Regions from separate parts of the Danio rerio genome. Here all the other regions are linked to region 3. The links are chromatin contacts, called in public Hi-C and HiChIP or PLAC-seq maps. All regions are on one chromosome and are shown on one strand. Each heading gives the region's core, a stretch centred on a gene start, on an enhancer-like site or on the middle of the called end of the contact. The rest is flanking DNA. Distances are from core to core; before and after follow the strand shown.

Evidence for each region. Hi-C and Micro-C count contacts between places; a contact is called where the count stands out from the background. HiChIP or PLAC-seq counts read pairs in DNA pulled down with a chosen protein or histone mark.
Region 1: a contact with region 3 is called in a Hi-C map of embryo, with 3 times the contacts expected there. The contact joins the enhancer-like site here to the promoter of hs6st1a in region 3. A contact is called at or near these places in 3 of 18 Hi-C or Micro-C datasets (caudal fin and embryo) and 3 of 4 datasets of contacts at active chromatin or transcription factors (caudal fin, embryo and pancreas).
Region 2: an H3K4me3 HiChIP or PLAC-seq map of embryo shows a contact between it and region 3, with 6 times the contacts expected there. The contact joins the promoter of uggt1 here to the promoter of hs6st1a in region 3.

Annotation. Positions count from the first base shown.
Region 1 is chr2:43,949,764-43,953,476 of GRCz12tu, reverse strand. The region is part of intron 1 of hs6st1a (heparan sulfate 6-O-sulfotransferase 1a); the gene reads left to right. Among named protein-coding and RNA genes, the nearest start is that of uggt1, 21 kb to the right of the region's middle. Within about 2 kb of position 1,901, at least 4 of the 62 cell types and tissues checked have an H3K27ac peak or open chromatin away from gene starts, as enhancers often do.
Region 2 is chr2:43,929,433-43,933,682 of GRCz12tu, reverse strand. It overlaps uggt1 (UDP-glucose glycoprotein glucosyltransferase 1), which reads left to right and starts at 2,802. Exons shown (of 40, transcript NM_001077534.1): 1 at 2,802-2,826; 2 at 3,640-3,778; 3 at 3,924-4,003. The coding sequence starts at 3,654.
Region 3 is chr2:44,162,933-44,167,152 of GRCz12tu, reverse strand. hs6st1a (heparan sulfate 6-O-sulfotransferase 1a) reads left to right here and starts at 1,932. Exons shown (of 2, transcript NM_001430963.1): 1 at 1,932-2,695. The coding sequence starts at 2,175.

The DNA of each region.
Region 1 (3,713 bases), core at 652-3,151, 210 kb after region 3:
TGGACTGTACCTGTTTCAGCAATTGTCTTTATCATGATTTGCAGACTGTAATGATGAAGTGAGGCAGTATGAGGTTGAGTGATGTAGAGCGAGGGTGTTTTGTTGTGAGTTGTGACTCTGCCGCACTGCTTCCCTCCAGGTGTTTGTTTTTGTGACTGAGGAAATTGCTCATAAATTTCAAATGACGCTTTGCAGAGAGACTCAGATTTCCCCAGATTCCCTCGCAGTCAGATTTACGATACAGAAGGGCACTGGTGCTGATATTAATGGACAGAGTCCTCCTCCTCCCATTTGCACAATAAAAACACACACTAACAAAGACTGTTTAGCAAAATTGTTTTATGATTTTGGTAATTACTGCAGCAATGCATTGTTTTTCTTTGTCTGAAAAAATCACAGCATTAAATTGGTCATGTTTATTAAATTATGTTATTACACAACTGTCGTTTTTCTCTTCACTTGTGTTGACAAGGATGATGTGCAGTTTAAGGACCTAAGTATTTAGTTTATTCAATGAGTGTTGGACAATATATGTTATATTAGTATGTATAGTTGAAGTCAGAGTTATTAGCCTCCCTGAATTATTACTCCCAACCCAGCCACCCCCCACCCCAAATTTCTGTTTAACAGAGAAAATATTTTTTTTCAAAGCATTTCTAAACATAATAGTTTTATTAACTCATTTCTAATAACTGATTTATTTTTTTAAAGGCTTATCTAGGTTAATAAGGCGGGTTAGAGTAATTAGGCATGTTATTGTATATTGATGGTTTGTTCTTTAGACTATCTGAAAAAAAATATAGCCAAAAAGTGCTAATAATTTTGACCTTAATTTTTTTTATTTTTACTGCTTTTATCCTAGCCGAAATTAAACAAATTAGACTTTCTCCAGAAGAAAAAATATTATCAGACATACTGTGAACATTTCCTTGCTCTGTTAAACATCATTTGGGAAATATTTTTTAAAAGAAAAAAAAATGTAAAGGGGGGCTAATAATTCGGACTTCAACTGATTGCGCACAATATATCAACTTCATCAAACTTAGATGTATATGTTAGTATTACTTTTAATTTATTGCTCTATTTTATAGTACAATAATGTTGTTGTGGTGTGTTTTCTATTTTGTTTATTTTTCAATTATCACTTTAAATTCACAATAATGCGGATGCCCTTCCAGCTGCAACCCATCTCCAGGAAACAATCATACACTCTCGTTCACACACATAAACTACGAACAATTTAACTTACCCATTCACCTACACCGCATGTCTTTGGACTGTGGGGGAAACCGGAGCTCCCGGAGGAAACCCACACAAACATGGGGAGAACATGCAAACTCCACACAAAAATGCCAACTGACCCAGCCGAGGCTCAAACCAGCGACCTTCTTGCTTTGAGGCGATCATGCACCACAGCGTTACCCATTATGGATATTTATTGCAGAAAAACTAAATTAAATATCATTATGTCACTTTTCTCTAGCCCTTTCTTCAATAACAAGCAGCCCTATAACCCTGACTTTATTTTGTGACCTCTTCTAGTTCTGTTTGTCCGTGGCCATGCAGGAAGGACTTTGCTACAGGAAAAAGTTTTGTTTAGTTTGCATGTGTGCAGCCGTGATATGCTTGTGCCAGCAAATTTCTGTCATTTTCCCTGTTGCACTACTAGGACAATGACAATGACAATGACCCGACCCGTCATTACCCTCTTTTCTTTTTCTTTCCCTGTTTTACATACGGTCCCAACACTGTCCGTGCCTTTAGTAAATCTGCTTCAGTGGAGTATACTTAAACATGACTGATACTGAGACTCTTTTTTTCATCCAAGTGCATCTCGGTGAATTCTTTGTTTATATCACCACCGAGTGGCTGCAGCGGGAACTGCATGTTAGTAAGCCGCTCACGAACCCAGCGAAGCCCCAGAGGAGTTTGGCTTTAGACACAAGATGATTGAAAACAGAGGAAAAAGGTCATCGGATAGTGTGGCGTTCAGCGTGTAAAGCAACAGGAGTGAATATATTAAACAAAACAAAGAAACAAGGAGGAAAAGAGCAAGTGCTCTGCTTCCAAATTAGGGTGGTTTACTGGGCCATGTTTATTTCTGGACTGAAATGATGGTTAAATGCTGGTGTTTTGCTCAATCAAATAATCATAGTTACGTCATACAGTAAATTTGTTCTACACTACATTTTTCTCTCTTTCTCTCTCTATGCATTTGTTGATGATGATTTTTATAGGACTAAATATTAGAAATCATTAGAGATAGTGCAGTTTATTTTACATCCCTAGTTTGCCGGGCAGCAAAAAATGTGACAAAATATAATTAATGTTAATAATGTATTTTTTTATTATTATTATTTTTTTTTTTTTTAAACATGACACTCATTTTATTTTGTCATATTGTGCTGCCCAAAATACAGTCCCTGGCAAAAGTCTTGTCGCTTATCTGTTTGGTAGAAACACCTGCTATTAACCTGTAGTCTGAAAAAAATTTGTTTCACTGAAAAAAAAGATTTGTTATATAATCAAGACAGAAATGTCAAGTTTTGGCTAGACAAATGTTTTGTCACCTATACAGAAATGTAACAAATTTACTGCAAATACAAAAATATGTCAGCAAATTAAGTAGTAATGCTGTGAGATCCAAATTTAATATCTTGTATGACTTCCTTGAGCTTTAAGGACTGCATCCATGCGGTTTGGCAAGGATTCATACAATTTATTGATGAAGTCTGGGCACTGATTCGGCCATGGAGGCCATTTTGAGACACAATCTGAGAAACTATTCTGGGGTGCATTTCCGAAAACCCTCGTTAGCCAACTAAGGTTGCAGGTTGCATCGTTAAAAACATAGTTTGTTGATTTGGCATTTCCCAAATCCGCCATTTCAACGAACATTCCCAAACTGCTTCGCAAACTTGTATGCTGGTAACTACACCTCTGGAGCTGTAGTTAGAAACATAGTTCCTGGTTGTGTTCTATTCCCAGTTATTCCACCTATGCCCTTTTCATTCTAACATTTAAACTCGGAATTATATATATATATATATATATATATATAAACATTAAAGTTATCATTCTTAGGTGTAATTTGCTTTCAAACTATTTTTACATTTCAGTTTAAGCGATTTTTATGTGTACAATTGTGCTCACTTCACAGTGCACTTTGAAAACATAGATGTTATTTTGAACAAAGCCTTGAAATTTATGTTACATCTCAAAAGCTTGTGAAAACAAAAAACATAGCATGTGTTAATGCTTTTAATTTATAGTATGTTTTTTATTCAGTATCTGTACTGTATATGAGATGGGCCGGTTGGTTAGAATATTTCTGCTGTGATTTCCACGTGTTAAATTGTAAAAGTAGATACAATTTAAAAAAATTATGATAGTAAACAATATCCTACTTAATAATAATAATAATTGTAATAATAATAATAACCATCATTGTCGTCATCATTAATATTATTAATTGTTTTTTTTAAGTAGGATTTTTTCCAATTTCCTAATAAATATTACATTTCTTTTTGTAATAAATAGCCTCATTATTTATTTATTTATTTATTTATGATATTAGGATATGTGTTAGCTTTTGTAAGTGATTTTATGTTAATTTAAAATAGACTATGGAATATTCTCAATAATATTTGTAAAGGAAACATAGACCCTCTATGTGCCATTTACATAAATTTTAATTAATATGAAAAGCGAGT
Region 2 (4,250 bases), core at 1,553-4,052, 230 kb after region 3:
AATAGCACAGAACACAATGGAAATATTTCAAGAGGACCCGAAAATGTGACAGATCCAGCTATAGGCTAATAAAATACAAAAGACAAGAGAATCAGGTTAGTAAAATAAACAAACAAAAACCTCACCTTCTAAAGATCACCTACTTTACTGAGCAATAGTCATGGCACAGCAGCACATTTTTGGGCCCCTTCAAACATTTCTGTTGTGTTCTGTACTATTTGCAAGTGTTGTGAGAAAATGCAGTATGTTTTTTAATGTGTATTTCTCAATTTGCTGTTGTTGTTTGTAATTGTACATGTTTTCTTAAATTGCAGCACATTAAGCTCTCTCAGCCATTGTATGATTGGCTCACAAATAAAACCCATTAGTAGTTGGAGTTCAACTTTGTAGGTAGAACCTTTTTTATTTTACAAATAAAAAGTCTGAAACTAAACACATTTTTCTACTAAGAAAAAGTAAAATTACTTTGGTTGAATTATTCCTTTAATATCCAAACAGATCCAGGGTGTCCAATCATACAATATTGTATTTTGACATCTGACCCAGCAGTGGCTGTGAACTATTTAGCAGCATAAGAATGTCTCTGCAGGCTGTTTAATTCTCAAGCTGGGTAGAAGCAAGACGAATTGGCAAATATTATTATGAGAATAGCCTGAGGCTTGTGAGCTATGGCTCATGATGCTGTGCAATTAGTCTTTTGTTTGATGTGGAGAATTCTGGTAATAAAAAAAATCTCCCTAATTGAATTTTCATGCAGCCCTGAAAACATTTAGCTCATCTGTAATGCAAGATAAACACGTACAATGCAACTCTGTGAATCCCAAGAGGGAAGTGTTAAAATTGTATGTTTATTTCCTTTGACAAGATGATTGAGAATCGAATATTCACAGTGAGAGGCTTGTGTTGCTTTATAAAAGAGGATGTGTCAATTTTAAAACAGAGCTTCCTGAAATAAAAAGCTCTTTTGAAGATGCTAGCAACTCTCCAGATGATGAGCATGCAGATGAGAATGGCAATATGCACTGCATGCTTTCTCTCATTAACAAAATAAACACACAACCCAAATGACAGTGGTGAGATCATAATGATGTGGATGTGGTTTGCAGCTCTGCAATTCAGCATTTCAATTCAATTCATCTTTATTTATATAGTACTTTTACAATGTAGATTGTGTCAAAGCAGCTTAACATAGAAGTTCCAGTAAATGTTCAGTGTCAGTCCAGTTTTCAGAGTTGAATTTCAGTTTAGTTCAGTTAAATGGTTTAATTTTCACTCCTGAAGAACAAATCCATCGATGTGCAGCTCCACAGTCCCAAAACAAACAAGCCAGTGGTGACAGTGGCAAGGAACAGACTTCACCAATTGACGAAAGTGAAGGAAAAAAACCTAGGGGGAAGCCAGGCTCAGGTGAGCTTGACCATTCCTCCTCTGGCCAAACTTCCTGTGCAGAGATGCAGTCTAGGCGCTGGAGGCTGGAGAACACTGAATGTTCATCGTGGAGATGCTGCAGGTGTGATTAGGTCACTGTCGAGTGATCAGTCCAGTGATAAATGCGAAGACTTGTCTGTCATTTCAGTCAAGTCACCTCAAATTTATTTATAGGCCTACAGCAATTAAAACATGGTAACAGTGTCAGCGTTTCTTTCTATTAGAATTACACCAGTTTCTGAGCAACTTTACCCAAGCAGTACGAGTCAGTGGGAGGAGCCACACCATATTACTGAAGGAGCGGATATCCTGACTGATGACCTGCAAATGACAACAAAGCATTTGAATGCTAAGCTCCTAATCAAGACTTCAGAAGAGGGAGTAGGAAATATCTAGTAGCATACTGAAGATAGCATAAAGCCTTGTGGAGACACTGACAGTGAAGAAGTTATTTTTCATCCACACTCCTGAAACAAGCTTATTAACTTTATTTTTGGCTGAATTTGTTTAAAATGTTTTCAAGAAATATTGTTGTGCTATAATTCTTTAGCAAAGCCCTAAACATTCATTAAACATGAAGGATTCTGATCAAACTGTACAATCGACCTAATGTGAATTCTGATTCAGTTTGACTTCAGATCTGCTTAGTGATTTAAAATAATATTTCACCCCAAAATTAATTTATTCATTATTTCCTCACCCTCAAGTTTTTCCTAACCTTTTTGAGTTTTTTATTCTGTTAAACACAAAAGGCAATTTTTTTTAGAAAGCTGAAATCTGGTTCAATGAGGTAAAACAACGGAAGTCTTATGTTTCAAGCTTTCTACAACATGTATATTTTTTTGTTTAACAAAGAAGAGTTTGTGTTTGACACTAGCCTAGATACCATATAAATTATGGGGGGCATTTACCCTTTCATAAGCAATTAATAAATTATTTAAATATAAAGGACGCACAAAAAGTCATCACACACAGTTGCGGGATGGAAATCAAATGAAAAGATGCTGCATTTTTTTTACCATGAGCTAAACGTATTATCGTTACATCCAGTTTCCATTCTCTCACGTTATATTAGAAACTCACGCGCTGTCTTGTTGAGCCAAAATGGCGCCTGTGAGGGATAAGCTGTCTAATGAATCGCCTGCGACAAAAAGCACTTAAGTAACACGTGTGTTTTCCCCCCTTAGCTAAATTCCTGACATATATTTTAATATGTTGCAAAATATTGCGTACTTGTATTTTTTTTTGAATATATAATATTAAAGATGATTTCTCGCATGCTTAATATTGTATTTCTAAAAAGGCACGGAGAAGAGGACCCACACATGAACCATAGCATGGGCCACTTATACCGTCCAAACATGGCAACTCACGAAGCAGATTCCGAAGCCGGTGTTGGTATGATTCCTCGCTTTTACCTCCTCATAATTCTGCCGCGTTGCATTTGTTGCAACAATAGTGTGTGTGAATACATCACTTCGAGCATTTTGCATCTGGGTTGAAGAAAAATGCATGCATCAGTCATGATTGCACAGTTATAAGTCCTATACTGCTAATTCGCTACTAAGAAAAGTGAGCTCATTTAAACTCTTCTTTCTATTTAAGAAGTATTTTATGGATGTTCTGTATTTGACAAAGACACGCTATAGTATTGAAACACCCTTTAATGTGTAAAACGTTTAGCAGTCGTTCGTTATGATTAAGTAGAGTAGATAATACGAAATCAGTTGCTTTACTGCATTTTAAGCGCCAGCTTCAGGTAATTAAAATTTCATTCATCCTAGTAAAAACCATGCTTTGAGAGAATTAGTTATAATGCAGGAAGTTAAAGAGAACCCGGAACTTGCGTTCGATAAGATCTCTGATTGGATGAAGCTAATCTCGATGTCCACGCTGAGCGCTCTGATTGGCTCAGAGTCAACTCGCGCTGTCCTCTCCAATCTGTCAAACGAAGTGAAATACAAACAAGCAGAAACGTATGAATGATATGCTCAATTACTGCGTTATTTACATGCCCTACGTTTGTATTTTTACGTCTTTATGTTTTATAGTGACGTATTTAATTCAGTAAAGTGAAAATAGGACTCTTTCAAAGTTTCTTTCACTTTCTTTTCCATATTTGAAGCGTTTACCTTCTTCAGCGTCTATGGCGTTATTGTAGTTACATTTCTCCTCTAGCAAAAACGCGACTAAACTGTCTCACTTTCTCAGGATTTTGTGGAAAGATGTGGCTGTTTTGTGCTGCACTGCTGGCTCTGGGCTCTGTCGACTCTGTCAATGGGGACTCAAAAGCAGTTACAACGACACTGACTACTAAATGGCCCTCGACACCTCTCCTGTTGGAAGCCAGGTTAGCTTCAATGCACGTTGCATGACCAAACAATGTTTACCTCCACATTATATGATGCCATAATATTCTACAGTTTGTTCCCTGCGTAAGACATTCAGGACAGGCTACAGTTTGCAAACAGTATAAGATGATTTGTACTTTACAGCGAGTTCCTTGCCGAGGAGAGTCAGGACAAGTTCTGGGCCTTTGTGGAAGCCAACCAGAACATTGAGAATGATCATGATGGTAATATTTGATCTTTTCATTTCATATTTTAGACATGCTGATGCCTGTCAGTATGATATTTGTTATGCTGTTATTACTCTAATGTGTAAAATGTTGTGTGTTTAATTGCATAATTTTCTGTGTAGTAAGTTAATATTATATGGGCTGCATTTATTTATTGCAGATCATTTGCAACAATCTTAATTTAACTTTATTTATTTTACTCATTTATTTTATGGTTAAGATTTGCAGCGTTTTTGCTTGGTGG
Region 3 (4,220 bases), core at 683-3,182:
CCTGACCCAGCCACAGTGCATTATCTGCGCCAAAGTTCTTGCTAACGAATGGATGAGGTTGTCCAATTTAATAAGACATTTGCAGATGGCTCATCCCCAATACCGCGACAAGACCAGAGCATTTTCTGAGCGCAAGGCAAAATAATTGACACACTCCCAAAATAAAATGAAGGATGTTACAGCTACTGACGAGAAACTTTTAAATAATTGGCAACTAATAGGGCCAATTTAAAGGCCAAAGGCTTCAGTTACAATGGCCTACTGATGCTTTGCTTTTATATTTTGCATTAGCCTATTATTTGTGCATAAACATATCTAGATATAATAATAAACATACCATTTGTTTGAAAACAACATTTTTTGTCATCCTTACTGCAAACTTATATGAGTGATAATATCATTGAATGTTGAGGGGGGCCTTACAATATTTTCAGAGGAAAAAAGCAGTCTCTGCTAAAAAAGTTTGGGAACCACTGCTGTAAGAGGTAAGAGGATGCTGTTTATATATATATATATATATATATATATATATATATATATATATATATATATATATATATATATATATATATATATATATATAAGACAAGGATTTTTGGGGTGCAAGCATGTGCATTTTATTCTGCAGCATCAAGGTTATGTCAAAAGTTATTTTTAAGTATCAATGAGTTATGTTTACAAGAGGACTTATTTCAATCCATAATTAAAAATATCTTGTCATAAAAACCTAGAAGGATCGAACATCCCTACACTAAGAATTTAGACATCCCCCTAATCAATTAATCAATCAATCAATTAATCAATCAATCAATCAATCAATCAATCAAGCAAGCAAGCAAGCAAGCAAGCACAGCTGAAAGTCAAAGGCAAAAAAATGAAACAGGTCTCTATATACAATAGCACTGCACTAAACACTGCCTACTAGCGTGTGGTGAAGGAGTCCTGTCTGAGTTCTAGCTGAACGCTTTTCTGTGTTGATTTTATGTTTCAGTGTGCCTTCAAGTTAGAAAGTGGTTTCTTGTTCATAACGCAAACTTTACTTTTACAAATGAATAACCGCCTTTATCTTATCAGAGGTGAACATGCACATAAAAGTTCTTTGTTTCACACTTTTTGCTGCTCAACCACAAATTGCACTTTAGCAGGTTTATCTTTTAGAAATTGTATATTATCACAGAGTTTTATCTGTGACAATTGAATGTTCAGCCAGCACTATGAAGTAGTTTCAGTGACTAAACAATAGTTGAAAACATTGCATTATCATTTAAAGCATTTTAAAATGTAATATAGTAATTTTTATGTAATTTTGTAGGACTTGTTGTACTTTTGCCTTGTTTTTTTGTTTTTATTTTTGCTTATTATTTACTTTGCTTGTTTATTCACAATAAGCAATATATAAAGTGTTAATCAAAAACAAAGTTTTTTTTACATAATTTCAATAAAATAATTATAAAATAATGTCTTAAAATAGCATATATTATTTGTAATTTCAGTGTCTTGCTTGATAATAATTTTAATATAATTGCATATAATAATTGCAAAATAATTGCATATAATTTTTTTTTTTCATTTCTAAAACTGTATTATTATTTAAAAAGTGCTGTACAATGCAGTTGTTGGGCATTGAACATTTATAATAATAATAATTTACATTTATAATAATAATAATAATAATAATAATAATAATAATTATTATTATTATTATTATTATTATTATTATTATTATTATTATTATTATTATTATTATTATTATTTGTAGTAGTAGTATTTAAATGTACCTTTCATTATTTTTGGTTCTTGTGATGAAACGCCGCTGAGTTTAGAGAAACATCATAATGCCAAAAGCTTCGCGGGCGTTTACTAGAAACAACAAAATAGCGCTCGTTTGTGTTTGAGAAAGCGGAGCGCGCGCGTGTTGGGAAAGTGGGTGTCGCTGTGCACGCTGCTGGAGGAGCTTCACAGCGATGTGTCGAGGACTTTAAACACACCGTGTCATACAGTGGTGAAAGGAGGGAGACCGCGCCGTGCTGGATCCTATACCGCAACACTTCTGATGCAATGAGTCCAACCTGACCCAATGCGTCTGACGACTGACTTTCAGCGCGCGATGCTCTGACTGCCGAGTGTTTATATGGAGACACCCTAAAAAACAGTCAACCGGGAAATGGTAACACATGAACCTCCTCACTGGAAGGAACATGGTTGAGAGGAGCAGTAAATTTCTGTTCATCGTTGTCGGCTCGGTTCTGTTCATGCTGATTTTGTATCAGTACGTGGCTCCGGGGATGATGAACTTCGGCTCTCCGCACGGCTACATGCTGGAAGACGATGCGGATCTCTTCCCGACTCCTGATCCCCATTACGTCAAGAAATTCTATTTCCCCATCAGGGATCTGGAGCGGACCGTGGATTTTGAAATCAAGGGGGATGATGTGATCGTGTTCCTCCACATCCAGAAGACCGGTGGGACCACGTTCGGGAGGCACCTGGTCCAGAACGTCAGGCTGGAGGTTCCGTGCGACTGTAGACCGGGACAGAAGAAGTGTACCTGTTACCGACCCAATAGGAAAGAAACCTGGCTCTTCTCACGGTTCTCCACCGGTTGGAGTTGTGGCTTACACGCGGACTGGACCGAACTGACCAACTGCGTACCGGGGGTTTTGAACAAAAAGGAGAGCAGGATGAAAAATCAAAGGTGATGCTTGGGAAATTTTCTTTCATGCGAATTGTTGGATGTCTCAAAATCCAGTTTGTTGTTTTTTTAGAGACAGGCTTGTGCAGTCGCAAATTGATGTCTCAGTGGGGTTTGAGACAGTCTGAACTTTAGAGAGTCAATGCACTTGCCTTCATCTGCAATTTAGTTATCTATGCGCATTAGACTCTTTTCACATTACACTTGATGGCTGATCTTCTTTTTAAAGCCCAGGTAAAGGTTAATCAGGTTTTCACTCTTAGATAGAACGCGTTTAACCCTGGATTATTAAATACTTTGAAGCTGGAACGTAAACAAAGGCTTGTTCTGCATCAGACGACCAATCACGAACTTGGCTACTGCATCCCTTATTAAATATTCACGCACTGACATACGTCAAGTAAACTTTGACGTGCTGTTATAGCTAAAATGCTGAACAGTTAACTGAGTAACAAGTATGCTTCAGCAGGTTAATTCAAGCACACAGAAGATGGTGATACTTCCACCAGTTGACAAGCGTTTACTTTTTTAAATCAAGTTACATGTAATTTTACTCCCTCAAACCAGTGTTATTAGCATCATATCAGTGCAACTAAGTAAGCTAACCCAAAGTTTACAAATATAGCTACAGTTTTACAGTGTCAGGTATCGGAAACCTGACCGCTTAGGAAAATATATGGAGAGTGTGATATATTGAAACAAGCCAAGATTAATTTTACCTGGGTTAACAACGACAACATTTAAAGTGTGAACACCTCAATAGTTTTACAGCATTTCTGTGGTCTTGTGAAATTGGTTGCAAGTCTTTTTGATATTAACATGGTAAACATATTATATTTAATTTAATTATGTGCAAACAAAAAGTCGAAGCAGTGAAAATGGCTTAAACAGCTACCACAGTTTTTACTAAAGTAAATTAAATATTTTGGACAAAACTATGTTAATCATGTTAAAGTCTTGTTGCTCAGGTGGAAGATAGGACTTAATGTGTCAATGTTTGTGTCGTTTTCGATTTCTGCATGTTTGTGTTTTCTCCAGTGATGGAGGTGGAAAATTACTGTGTTGTAAAACAGCCCTCGTAAACACTAGTGAGTCCTGGCTGCCAAGATAGTGGTTACAGAACTCACCACATCAGGACACTACACACTGACTGTAGCAGACATTTCAGGAAAAACACACCACATTTTGCTGTATTCTGGATAAGAACTATCAATCTGTCTTCATTGCCGTTCCTCACTTACAGTAGAAATAACAGTGTCACAAATCCATTCCAGTCTGTTTAAAAGCTATTGGAGTCGGTTACTGTTTGCACAGTGTATTACCTTTGCAGCGATGTGCAATCTGTCTCCGTGCATGTAGTCTGTTTTAGTTTTTAATAGGATTTTGTGGATTAAATTATCTAAGCTCTGCAAAGTCAAATACATCAGATCAGATTTAGCAAATAATCACCAGCCTGACTCCTACCTAAAAGACTACAGTCTAGCTGCAGCATAGCCTCAAGTGTAAAACATCCCTCGTATCACAGCGA